Regions from separate parts of the Mus musculus genome. Here region 2 is linked to region 1. A link is a contact called in public HiCAR-type data. All regions are on one chromosome and are shown on one strand. Each heading gives the region's core, a stretch centred on a gene start, on an enhancer-like site or on the middle of the called end of the contact. The rest is flanking DNA. Distances are from core to core; before and after follow the strand shown.

Region 1 (3,587 bases), core at 253-2,752:
CAAAAAAAAAAAAAAAAAAACCCACAAAGATGTAACTTCCTAGAACCTTTGGGAATTAGCTAAGACAGTTAAAAGAAAAAGTTCATACTACTTATAACAAGCAGGCTAAATGGAAAAACTAAAGTCAGGAACAGGCAAATGTGCCCATTCATTCCACTGTTTCAATGCAGTATTTAAAGCCATAGCTAGAGCATTAATACAAAGAAAAATCAAGCTACAGATAGGAAAGGATGAAATCCAAGCATTCCTACAGACAATCTGATGGAGGCATTTCTCAACTGAAGTTCCTCTTTACAGAAAACTCTAACATATCAAGTTGACAAAATAAAAATAAACAAATAAATAAAAAATTATCCAGAACACAAGTACCATCATCAACACGCAGCTGTGGACTCTGACTACCGTACTACTTGCCAGGTCCGGCATGGCCTTGGTAGGGACAGAATGACATGGTTCCTGCCCCAGGTACAGAGACAACAGGCCTGGACCCCCACAAGTGTCCACGGCTGCTGTGGGTGTAAGGGTTGTTTGTATAATAATGCACATATTTTACGTTCCCCCTTCAAAGAAGGTTTTCCCTGTAAACATTAATGACTTCATGATAATGACTTCAGAGACAGCGTGAATCTGGGAGGCAAAGCTGTGGCTAACATGGTAACCACTGCGACTTTCAGGACAGCCCTGTGGGGTTGAACTCTGTGAAAAAGAACTCTAAAACCATGATTGCAAAAATATATAATTTTTCAACTATGAAAAATATAAGAATACAATAAAATTATGAGGGACTTCAGAAATGAAAAGTTACAAAAGCAGCTGTGAGGTGAGCCAACTTGTCAGAAAGATGCTAAGGAAGGGGAAAAAGATTTAGGAAGTGGTGGTTGCAAGAGATTCCACCCTGCTAATTTTTTTGTTTATGCTTACAAAAGCAGAAAGATTCTACAGTTCAAGGTCAGCCTGGGACAGAACAAAGTTAAACCCCAGTGTGTGGTAGAAATGGACAGGGTACCACCCAACAAACTTAACACTCTGTGCTTAACAGAGGCAAGCAGATCTCTGAATTCTTTTGCAGTTAAAAGGAAATGTGTACTTGCTTTCTCCCAAGAATTAAGGGGCTGGAGAGACAGAATGCTGATTCTTAGGATAATCAAAAGGAAACCTGGAGTAAATGACTGAATTGATATGTAGAATAAAAGACTGGGTTTATGATCTACAAGACATGAGCTATCCAGAGAATTTTCTTAGAGAATCAAGAGAGAACTGCTTAGAGAACTATCTCGAGCAGAACACAGCTAGAGATCTCTATCTAGAGAAAGTAAATCAGAGAAAAAGAAAGTACCCAGCTTCAGGTCGCTTGTTTTCACCGCCCCCAGACACCCTTTCCTCAGAAACCCTCTCCAAGCTGAGGCTGGTTCTTGGCAACTCCTGACTGGCTAGTCTAGATGTGCCTGCCCCCCACCCCCGCCCCGGAGCCGTAGTAAGAGCTAGTAAATGGGTGGAGTGCTGTGGAAAGTTGTCTTCCAAGCATGACAGGGCTGTAAGACTGAGCTCACAGCAGCATGATCACTGCCCAGGACTGGGTGGCCAAGCTGGGAAGAAATGAGTCAACACCAGTGGGAGGGGAACAAAGAGTAAGGGTGGGGGTGAATATGTTCAAAAAATATACACAGGTACGAAAATGTCACAAGACTACTATAAAAATTAATACATGCTAATTAAAGACAGAAATAAAACTAACAACAAACACCAGCAAGGATGTTAGGGAAAGGAGCCCTACTGATGGACACATACTGCCAAGCCTACCAACCTGATCTGGATCCCTAACACCTACTATGGAAGGAGAGAATGGACTCATGCTGTCCTCTGGCCTCCACATAGGCATGCTGTGGAAATCACATATTACATGTACACACACAAATAGTAACTTTTAAAATTGTAACTATCACATGACCCAGTTAAACCACTCGAATAAATATGAGTCTTGTCATAGCTAAAAAAGATGAAATAGGACTTGGGTACACAGGTAACAAAAACCAGTATGTATAAACTTCTGAATATATTGCTCAACTCTATGGTTTGGCATGGAAAGAGGTGATGTTACTCAGGACAAATTCTGACCCCATCTGAGAAACAAAAGGTAACAGAATATGCTGGGGGCTGGGGGCGGGTGGATTACTAAATATCCCGGGGGAAAGGGAGAAATACTAACCCAACTGGCTAGCTGGTGGTCCCTATACAAGTTCCTAAATGGGGCCTTAATGTTAGGTGGGGGTCCAGAATAGAAGGCATTATCTCTATTCTACCTTAGAGTCTCTGAGAGACCAAAATTAAGCCTTTAAATCACTCACAAATTACTACTATCTGCCAGAAGGAAAAGAGGAGACCCGTGTGGCTTTCCTGTTGAGGCTGTGCCATGAAAAAGTGTAACATAAAGATGAGATTACAGAAAGAGGTCCTCTCAAAAGATAACATTTTTACTCAGCCAGCCCTTGATATTAAAACAGTCTTCAGAAATTTGATTGTTGTGCCAAGCAAGCCACTAAATGATTTGGCTCGCCTACTGTGGTATTCTATAACCTAGATCAGAAGCAGGGGGGAAAGGATAAAGAAAGGCAGACAAGCAACACAGGGAACTGCCAGCTACCATAGGAACTCTTCCAGGAACACAGTCCAGCCCAGAAGGCCCTCCTTCCTCCAAGGAAGGAAGGAAGGAAGGAAGGAAGGAAGGAAGGAAGGAAGGAGAGGGGAGGAAGATGTTGAGTTTTTATTGTTTTTATTTCTATGTGAACTGACGTTTTGAATTTGTATGTCTGTGCGCCTTGTACATGCAGTGCCTGACAAGGCCATAAGAGGGCGTCAGACCCTCTAGAACTGGAGTTACAGGTGGTTGTTAGCTGCCACGTGAGTGCTGGGAATTGAACCCAACTCCTCTAGGAAGCAGTCAGTGCTCTAAGTCAGGTCGGCTTCCTCCGTGAGCGAGAAGGCCATCTTCAACACTGTTTCAGAGACAAAAGTGGCCCCCAGAACCCATTTCATCTATAAAGACAATCACTAGAAGATTCCATGCATTCAGAATCTGTCTATAGACTAAAGTCATCTTTTTACCCCAATGGGCCTGGAGCCTCCCCAAAACACTATGCCAGTCTATCCAGAGGAGCCTGGTACAATCTTGCCTGTAGCAGAACACCAGATCCCTTGTCCTAAGTAAGCCTGATTCAAAGTCCCCTGGCCTTAGATCCCAACAAAATTCTACTATGAAGGGCATATATCAGTCAGCCCCTTGAAAGATATATTACTCAGCCTCTTGCCTGTTCCTGGGGAGATCTTCATTTTTATCTTTAATAGTCCCTGAGACCCCAGCTCCCCTTAAGGGAAGAGGTGTCTTGGCTAAAATAAATGTTACACTCCTTCCCCCAGGACACTCAGTGGAAGTCAAAACGGTTGTTGGAGTATGAACAGATGGAAGAACACAAGTAGGATCAGGACAGCTGCCCAAGTTGCTGAAAGCTTACATCCTGATCACAGACTAAAAGCAGAGAAACAGACACTAGGCCTGGCACAGACTTCTTAGACCTCAAAGACCAACCCTA
Region 2 (3,336 bases), core at 717-3,216, 34 kb after region 1:
ATACAGAAGACACAGGAAGCATTCAACAAGTTTATGAGTAGATTACCAAAGTCAAAGGCTGGAAACGAGAGTAGGAAGACAAACTCCTTGGAGTACCACTCCAGATAGAATGTTACTAATATGGAAAATGACAAATACTCAGACAAGTCTCAAGACAGCATCTCCTTCTGAAAACAAAATCTACAGGAATCTGCTAGAACAGAAATTAGCCGCTCTTGAAAATGATAATCACATGAAAGGCACTTTAAGAAATACTGCAGGTCCAAAGTACAATATTCCTTATTTTTCAAAGACTGTTCTGGTTTTGCCTTATCAACAAGAAATGAATTTCTATTCTCATTATCTGATACAAAGAATTCCACTACTGTATTTGCTTCTAGTGAAAACTGTTAATTTTTACTCAACCATAGGGACAAGTCAAACTACTACATACAATTCACTTACAATCGCTGATAAACACAAGCAAGCATGGCATAGTAAAAGTGCCAAGAATTTCCTGATAAATTAAGGAGCAATTCTATGTTATGACTTAAAGACTACATAATGTTTGCTAATCTACTTTATTCATATTCTTCTATGTATTAACTCAGTATAGAAAGAAATCTCAGAACATAAGCAACCACGATAACACTACTGCGTTCAAGGCCAACAGTCCAAGAACATTTAGAGGAAGAAAAGTATTTAACAGATTTCCCACTGAATTTCCCTATGAATCATTCGTGCTTTATAATAACGAGTATACATTATGCTAAAGCGGAAGTAAATATGAGGAGGTGGAAGAGGAAAAGCCCAACTTGAAAATCGCCAAGCACGCATTTTTCCTTCAATTAAAAGAATTTTAATATGGATTTTATCACACCCTCAGCAGTCACTCTCCGCACTCGATTAGGAGGTCTGTACAAATGTGACTCGTGACAATTTTTTTAAATAAATAAAAGGCACACCCTCTAGGATGAACTGACATAATCACCCTCACCCCACCCTCCAACGACACACACACACCCCACTTTTCCTTCCCTGCCCATTCCTCTCGCAGCTGTCCCAGTCCTAGGCTCATCACACCGGACATGGGGGCGACAGCGAAGTCTGAGCTCCAAGGAGACCAAGGGAGGCTGCGGGATTTCCAGGGGGACCTCAGCCAGGACCGACCCCAGCCAGGGAAGGCTGTGGGGGGTCTTAGGAACCAACCGCAGCCAAAAGAGGCAAAGCTGAATACAGCCCGACTAAGAAGAGCGGCCTGCAGTGAGCGGAGACCGGGAAGGAAAGACTGCCGGGAGCACGTCCCGGCCTGGGAAGGCTGCAGGAAACAGATCCCTGGCGGGGAAAGCGGCGGGGTTTAGGCGCAGACCTCAGCCAGGGCAGGTGGTGGGGAGCACAGCTGGGCCGGGCAGACGGCGAGAAGCAGAGCTCGGCCGGGGTAGGCTTTAGGGAGCAACGCCCGGGCAGGCTGTGGGGAGCACAGGCGGCCCCGGGCAGGCTGCGGGGAGCGGCATCGGGTCAGCGGCGCCCGCGGCGGCCCTGCTCCTCACCCATTTTCTCAAGGCGGCCACTTCCTGTATCGCCGCGGCGGCCGCCGCTCGGGCTGGGGCGGAGGGTGGCGGAGTAGGGCAGTCCCCACGGCGCCCAGCCTGCCTGTCGTCCCAGCCGCCCCCGCCGGCCGCTCAAGCTCCTCACCTGTATATAGTTGTTTTCACAGTAGTCCGCCACCCGGGTCAGGTTCTGGTAACTCTCTATCAGCGCCCTCTTGCCAGACGGGATCTCCTCCTCTAGTAACATCTGCAGCTCTGCCATTTTCCACCCCTCCGCATCGCTTCCTCTCGCATTAAAGAGACAGAGGAAGCTGAGTCCGCCGGGGACCCGAGCTCCGCACAGACCAGACGCCAACCACCCACCCTCCCTCCGCCGGGTATTGTGGGACTGCACCTCCTCCTCTTCCTCCTTACTCTCCCCGCCTCCTCCCCCCCACCCCCTCCACCCAGGACGCACAGCCGCCACAGGCTCACTTTCTCGCGAGAATCATTTCCCCCATGACAACGGGAGTCCCCCACCCATCCACTATAGCAATGCTTTCTGGGAATTGTAGTTTCTTCCTGGCTAGGCCGCGCATGCGTCTAAGGAACTTCCAAAAACTAGGAAGACTTTAAAAAAACCAATACAGTTTTAAATCTTGAGAGTCTTCTTAAGGCCCCAGAAGATGGCGCCACAAGTTGATCTAGACAACGAAATTTTTCCTATGAGAACATTGAAAATTGGCAGAACTTACTTAGGAAAGTCAGTAAGTCAAAGGCATCCAATCAGATAACGATTAAAAATAGAAATCTGAATCCTGACTTCCTCAATTTTGTAAGAGAGACTTTGCCTTCTTAACTTATGCCCCAATTCATTTAAAACCCTGAAAACTATCAATTCTCAGATGTACATCATGCAGTAGTGCTTGATATTGCAGAAACAAATGAAGCAAGGATAATTTGTACCCTAAAGAATTGAAAGAGGGAGCTGGCGAGATGGCTCAGTGGTTAAGAGCAGTGACTGCTCTTCCAAAGGTCCCGAGTTCAAATCCCAGCAACCACATGGTGGCTCACAACCATCCGTAACGAAATCTGATGCCACTCTTCTGGAGTGTCTGAGGACAGCTACAGTGTACTTACATATAATAAATAAATAAATCTTTAAAAAAAAAAAAAAGAATTGAAAGAAAGCCGGATGGTGGTGGCACACGCCTTTAATCCCAGCATTTGGGAGGCAGAGACAGGGGGATTTCTGAGTTCGAGGCCAGCCTGGTCTACAAAGTGAGTACCAGGACAGCCAGGGCTACACAGAGAAACCCTGTCTTGAAAAACCAGGAGGAGGAGGAGGAGGAGGAGGAGGAGGAGAAACTACAGAAGAAGAGGAAAAAATAAGAAAGAAGGAGGAGGAGGAGGAGGAGTTTTTGTCTTGCATTGTACAAAATTGTTTTGTTCTTATTTCTTATCACTTGCTCTGCAAATGTCTCAAAGGGTCTTTGACAGTATTTCAAGCTGTCATATCACCAGAACTATTAAATTATTTTGAAATAATAGGCTATGAAAAGAGTTGCCTAAATTTAAATATTATTTACAGACCTATATTTCCAGTCCTCTCTGGGACTCACTGAGAATCACAATTTTTGAAGTAACAACAGTACTCAGCAAACTTTTGGAAATTGTTGTTGAAAACAATGACAATAAATATTGACAAAGACATGGGGAATGGCAAATCTTAGACACTGGTACCAGAAATGTAAATTAGTTCAGCCACAATGGAAACCAGGGTGGAAGTTCCTCAAAAAGCTAAAAATAGAGCTAACTAACATATGAT

Evidence for each region. HiCAR-type assays count read pairs that join an accessible place to other places.
Region 2: a HiCAR-type map of embryonic stem cells shows a contact between it and region 1, with 4 times the contacts expected there. The contact joins the promoter of Abi1 here to the enhancer-like site in region 1. A contact is called at or near these places in 5 of 39 promoter capture datasets (the 3T3-L1 cell line, 3T3-L1-derived adipocytes, the C10 cell line and 2 more), 14 of 484 Hi-C or Micro-C datasets (the 4T1 cell line, the C2C12 cell line, Sertoli cells and 8 more), 16 of 115 datasets of contacts at active chromatin or transcription factors (CD8 T cells, the HPC-7 cell line, the SCID.adh cell line and 7 more) and 1 of 9 other capture datasets (adipose tissue).

Annotation. Positions count from the first base shown.
Region 1 is chr2:23,004,924-23,008,510 of GRCm38.p6, forward strand. All of the region lies in intron 1 of Abi1 (abl-interactor 1), which reads right to left. Among named protein-coding and RNA genes, the nearest start is that of Gm52502, 7.8 kb to the right of the region's middle. Within about 2 kb of position 1,503, at least 122 of the 459 cell types and tissues checked have an H3K27ac peak or open chromatin away from gene starts, as enhancers often do. A contact at or near this core is called in the 4T1 cell line, the C2C12 cell line, CD8 T cells and 10 more, where this site is marked.
Region 2 is chr2:23,038,275-23,041,610 of GRCm38.p6, forward strand. It overlaps Abi1 (abl-interactor 1), which reads right to left and starts at 1,967. Exons shown (of 11, transcript NM_001077190.3): 1 at 1,675-1,967. The coding sequence starts at 1,791.